Regions from separate parts of the Anser cygnoides genome. Here region 1 is linked to region 2. Evidence: chromatin contacts called from public Hi-C data. All regions are on one chromosome and are shown on one strand. The core of a region is the stretch at or near the end of the contact, and the rest is flanking DNA. Distances in the headings are between cores, read along the strand shown.

Region 1 (2,908 bases), core at 22-2,521, 410 kb before region 2:
GATAAGGCGTAGAGCAACCTGACATAGATTTGCTAACTTTTGTTATTGCTTTGCACACTTTGAAACCAGCCAGCCCCTCGACTGCCTTGGGGAGTGCTTTGGCTATAGCAGGTACCAAGGTACAGAAGACTAAGTGACTGATCAAAGGCATGTAGATGTAAAAGACCCTTTCTGAAATTTTTTCTCTCACTCCATGGTTCATACATGTTCAATTCCATCAGCATAAGTGACACAGACAGTCCTGGTTTAGATGGGATTTTACCGAGTTCTGCCCAAAACAGAGTTCTGCCCTTTGTAGGGCAGCACAGCTTAAACTTTTCTGGCTTTTGTAACAGACTTCAGAGATTGCTTGCAAATCTTTTCGTATATGTTTGCAGATCCTTCCTTCAAGCACTCCTATGCTGTCTGAAGAACTTAGTGCTCTCCAGCAGCAGACAGGGTCAGGCTTTGCTTCATATTAAAAAAATGCACTTTAATTCTGTCATTTCTCCAAGCTTAATGAGGCAGGTGGAAGAAGCCACTGAAGAAGCATTTAGGACTAGGTCTATTTGTTAAGAAGACTTGGAGAAACTTTGCCTTGTGCTGCTGGCCAGGTAACATCACTGCAGTATTAAAAGATCTCTTACCTATGCTAGTACACTGCATAATTTGAGGTGAGGTTGTCAAAGCATCACCTTTCTGAATGTCTCAGTAGAGTCAACTCTACTGAGAGGTGGAGGAAGACTCTTTCAGATACGTTGTTAAAGAAGAAGAAGCCTGGCCTTTTAGTCTGCTCTTACATTTCAGTGTTGACGCTTTCTCTGTTGTCATTTCTAGGGAAGACTGAAGCATGGAATCCGGACCATCTTCTAGCTCCCCAAGTGCAGCAAGAACATTTACGGACTGATCTTCTACAGCTTCTCTCAAGCACTGAAATTTCCAGGTGCATGCATTTTCAGGGCACAAGCAACCACAGGAAAGCTGCTTTTCAAAAGGTATGTCATCTCTTGTTTAGACTAAAAAAATTCAAAAGAGAAAGGGAAAAAAAGAAATGAAAAAAAATGACCTTTGGCATCAAAACAAAGCGGGTCTTTCTATTCTGTAATCTTTTTTAACTGTGCCTCACGCAAAACAAACTGAAACTGTAACATTGAATTAAGAAAATATGGATGAAGGTAAAAGCAAGGTACTGGCATTGGAGATAAGGCTAAATCAGAGCCCAGCAGAAAGAAGATGGCAGGGGAGAAGTTTAACAAGTTCATTTTATGTGCCACTGTGTCATGCTTCCCTTTGTTGCTCAAGAATGTTGTCTCACTGGTTCCTAGGGTGTGAAAGGGCCATGTTGCTGGGAAGATGTGCCCCACAGACCACGCATCAGTCACTATTGGGCTGATGCTGACAGAAGGGTGATCCTTCTGAAAACTGTTGTTTTACTTGTATTGCAGTTGTGCTATGGATCAGGAACTGATCAGGACTTTTTGATCAGAGGCCTTCTGTACTGCAGTAGTTTGAAGAACAGTACCGTGCAGGGCAAAAGTGTAATGAGAGTAGGTAGGCACTTGGACTCAATCAAGGGAAATTAATATGTCTCTGCAGAAAGTGTTCACAGTGTTCAAGAGGCTTGGAAAATATCCATCTTGTTAGGAGTTCAGGAGATTAACCTAAATGCTCTCTGAAATAACGGAGATCCCCCTCACCTTTGCTGCCTTCAAAGGAAAGAAAGAGGACAAGAGTGCTCATAAACAGCGTTCTGTGTACACATATGAAGTAAAGCACAGGAGGAGCCTGACGGACCTTGTCAGGAAGGGTAGAGTGCACAGGGAGCGTGTGACAAGCTCTGGCACATATAGACCTATCCACTGCGATCAGTGGCTTGAAGCCAGGCTAGGTCAGAGTTTACACCAAGAATTGACATCTCTCCCACTGCCAGTATTTGTACACATCCTAAACTGCTATTGCACAACCTGGCGTGAGTGGCACGCTCTGCTCAGAAGCAACCTGAGACTGGAAGAGCAGGCTGCATCTGTCTGTTGGGCAGGACTGCAGTGCGCTGCTAGAGACATCCAAGCCTGCTTGCTTTCCTTCCCTTCCCTTCTTCCAGTTCCCACCCATGCCCCCAGCCCTGAAACAAAGACTCCCACTAGAAGCAAGGCGGGAGCTGTAGCAGCGGATTCCCTAGTTGCTGCCCAAATGTCGACTGCTGCTGCAGGCTGTGGCTTGTGTGATGACAGCACTGATTCAATTAGCTGATTTTTGAATCCTTCCTCATATGGCAGTAGGTCACTTGTGTGGACACTTAAACCAGTTAGAGTGACCAGGAACTGATCGAGTGTAAATCTGTTAAAGAAAAGGAGGTGGAACACTTCTTTCCTTCTCTTTTTCTGTCTGTTGCCTCTACCTAGATGCACAGCCAGGCAGTTTGGTTGCAGTGCTCAACAGCTTTGCCTTAGAAGTTGCTGTTAGCTCTTTCTGGGAAGACAGAGAAAAAGGTTGTTCTGCCCTTAGTGATCTCAAAGCCTGTTCTAGAGCAAATTCTTGTGTGCTCCATGGCTGTTCGTTGTAACTGCCCCTTCAACCAATTCCAGCCTAAAGACATGTGAGAACTGACACTTTACAGGCCTTTACAGCAAAGGACCACACTTCACATGTAAAGGACTTGGAAAAGTCAAGGTATGACTCCTGTAACAGCTGTAGCTCAGACCTTTTTGCACACATATTATTTTTAGTTAATACAGATGGTGTTAACATTAATGCCTTAACCCTTAAGGAAGCCACTTAATTTCCAGCTTGATACAAGCAGGGAGCTGGCTAATTTGTAGTGTTTTGGGGAGAGAGCCAAGATGAGCAATGCCAGGGTGGTTTTGGTTGCTGGTGTTCCTGAATGGAGCACATCCGGGCCTGTGCTTCATCCCGGGCCTCCACCCATGGT
Region 2 (3,160 bases), core at 287-2,786:
GAAACTCAGCTTGAGGAAAGTACCATCACATCCCTTTCCAGGAATCATGCGTTACTTCCAACTTATACCTTGCAAAACGTTGCAAAACAAAACAAAAAAAAAACTATTATTCTTTCAAATGAGGTTGAACTTCCTATGATTTAACAAAGATGTAATCATATCCGCAAAGATCCCAGAGTTCTTTACAAGCATCTTAAAAAGTAGAAATGAATCATTTCCTTATAAAACAATCAACTCGGCAATGCCATGGTCTTGGAAATCACAGTTGAACAGTCAGACACAAGCATTCAAAAGAAAATAAAGCATTTAATGCAAAACCTTTTACCAAAAATTTTTACAGTGATTTCATATAAATGGAGACTTCTCTTAAAACATAGAGCTACTGATATAAACGTTATTGGTTAAAGAGGTAATTACAAAACTATCTCCTCAGCCAGATATAGGTAGGGGTATTTCTGTCATCTGAAAACACCTAAGATGAGCTGAGAAGTAATGTTCAGTATCTAGTATACTACCTCTAACTGATGGTAACAAACATTGTTTTTGAATAAAATTTCCCAGGCTGATATCTCTGTACCCCATAAGGCCTTTTTTATTTTAAGCATCCTAATAATCTGTGGCTGTGCAAGGAACATATCTGAGATGCCTGTGAGCTACACTACGTGGTTTTCCCTAACAATGAGAGGACTGATATTGGAGCAGAAAAAAATGTGTTCCCCTGCAAGGAGCAGGCTTTGGGGATGGTTAATAAAACAAATGCTGCAATCTTGTTTCTGTTCCCACTCAATTGCTCCATGCTGACATTTCTGGAACCAGAGGGCAGGTTTGAACTGGGGCATCCAGGCCCCTCTGGCTCCCCAGTGGTTCCAGCAAGGCCAGCTACTGAGAGGGACAAGTAGTGCAGTTACACCAGGCTCCCTGTCCAGTCTCGCTGCTTCCCAGGCTGTTACACGGGTGCAGACAGAGCTCAATCTGGAGCGAGCAAGGCCCTACGGAGATCGGCAGCAGTCAGTCCACCCAGGAGGTAAGAGCAAAAGACAGAATTGGTCCTTGTTGAGAACAAGCAAAATGCAGCTTGAAGGGAAGGGCAGGACAGGCTGGAGCCCTCTCCTCCCCTCCACAAGGCACTACAGCAGCACAGGCGCTTCCCCAGCACATTAATTCATTCGTTCATTTGGCAGACTCGGCTTGTCTGGAAATGATTACCTGTAAAAGGAGCTCTTTCACCAATGTAGCTGTTCACTGAAGCAGTGTCCTGCAAGGCTGGGCTCTGCCTGGTCTGCTGCCAGCCAAGCAGAGAAAGGCTCCAGCTAATCCCAGCGGAGCTGGGCTGCCTGCTCCCCACTTAGCAAAACAACAACAAAAAGGCCTTCGAGGAAGATGCAGTTGGGGGAATGCAGCTCTGCAGAAGACAAAGCCACATTAACCACCCTTAACAAAGCAACAGTTTTCTTCCCCAGTGGAAGGGCAGGCTGGTGCCTTCCCTCCCCAGGACAGATTGTCTTTCGGGCTCTTCAGGGACACGTGGGAGGCCGCCTCTTCTTTTTTGCTGTGCTGCCCCAGTGCTAGGCTCCCCACGCTGCTACCAGGAGCTGAAGTCCCCGAAGCCTGTGCTCTTTTTCTCTTTCTTCGCAGCTGTGCTTGTTGAGGGCCCGTCATCTTCCACACTGCGCTTCCTGGAGCCAAAATGAAAACAACTCTCAGGGACTATTTACTGTTCAGTGGGACGAGGGCAGCTGGCTGCCTTTCCTCTCCCAGCAATAGCTACGCTGCAGCCAGCTCACCCCTTATAAATCAGAAAGCAGTGCAAGCTCTGGGCTGGCATGGGACTGCAGGGGGGCTGGGGCTCGGGGCTTTTGGTTCACCCAAACAGAGGGAGAGTGTGTCAGTCTGTGGGGATGGTTCGGTCGGGCTTTGAACGCTTCGAGGAACGTGCTCAAGACCTAGCAAGATCTCCAGGTCAGAGATGAACATTTAACAGCTCCCTTTTTTTTTGAAATAATAATAATAATAATAATAAAAAAAAACCACAGTCACTATGAAAGTTTGAGCCACTTCTCACCTGCATTTGTGGCAGCAAAAGAATTTATGGGCAGTTAGGTGTAAAGCAGCTGGGCAGGTTTGTGAGATCCTTCTCTGTTTCTTGAGCATTGCCTGATGCAGTCACTGCTGCTATTCCCAGCCCCTCTTGAGCAAAGATTATAACCCCATGGAAACGCTACGTGGCCAGGTCACATACTGGGGTTTTGTTGTCAGTTAACAGCAGTTGACAGGGAGAAGCCTGAGCCTGTCAAAGGGCTGCTATAGACCAAACTCCCAGACTCAAGGCAGGCTGAAATGAGTGATAGACTAGGGAAGAAAACTCTGTTCTATACAGCTTGGCCCTTTCTGCAGAGCTGTTGCAGCTGCAAACTTTGCATGGGTTTCCTCTGTAAGTAACAGTGCAGAATGACAGCAGTTTTAAGCTGAACATGATATTTTAAGGGCCAAGCAGTATTTTGTAACTGAAATATTTAACTGACATACACATGAAACCGTCCTACATGGACTGTCATATTTTTATTCTCACAGTTATGCAAGTGCCTTTACGTCACATAGGCACATACAAGCTGATTAAGTAGTTGTCCAAATCTGTGTACACATAAATACACGACTTTATGCAGCAGACAGACAACAGCATTTTTGCAAATGTTTTTACAGAAGTCTGCTAAAAATCAAGTAGAAGGCATTTATTTTAATTTATCCAAAACTCATGCTAATCTTCTGCTGAGGCAGGATTCTGTACTGTCCTTAGGAAAGCAAGCGATGCTGCCAATCCCAACGGGTGTACAAAGGGTGTCTGGGAGAGGATGCTTTGGGACAAGCCTGTACAACCTGCCAGGCACCCTGAAGCTACTTGCCAGACACCCTGTGCTCCCGCAGCAAGCCTGAGAACCTGCTCCCCTTTCTGGCCATTTCAGTTGTGCTGGTACGACTGTTTGTGTGGCTGCACAGGGAAGCAGATCAGCAGACAGATATGTGTTTCAGGCACCCTTTGTGCAGGGTAGAAGCTGCTAAAGGAAAAAACATCCATGGGACAGTGGCCTTCAAAAATAGCTGCTGGAGGGGAAGAGGCCAGAGTAGAAAGATGGTAGAGGAAGCGGCAGTACAGTTCCTTCTC

What was found. Hi-C and Micro-C count contacts between places; a contact is called where the count stands out from the background.
Region 1: a Hi-C map of liver shows a contact between it and region 2, with 17 times the contacts expected there. The contact joins two enhancer-like sites. A contact is called at or near these places in 2 of 7 Hi-C or Micro-C datasets (both in liver).

What each region holds. Positions count from the first base shown.
Region 1 is chr17:9,573,179-9,576,086 of Taihu_goose_T2T_genome, reverse strand. No RefSeq gene overlaps it. Among named protein-coding and RNA genes, the nearest start is that of HIC2, 66 kb to the right of the region's middle. Within about 2 kb of position 1,271, at least 2 of the 3 cell types and tissues checked have open chromatin away from gene starts, as enhancers often do. A contact at or near this core is called in liver, where this site is marked.
Region 2 is chr17:9,162,282-9,165,441 of Taihu_goose_T2T_genome, reverse strand. PPIL2 (peptidylprolyl isomerase like 2) reads right to left here. Exons shown (of 20, transcript XM_048063659.2): 20 at 287-1,676. The coding sequence ends at 1,583. Among named protein-coding and RNA genes, the nearest start is that of YPEL1, 40 kb to the left of the region's middle. Within about 2 kb of position 1,536, at least 1 of the 3 cell types and tissues checked has open chromatin away from gene starts, as enhancers often do. A contact at or near this core is called in liver, where this site is marked.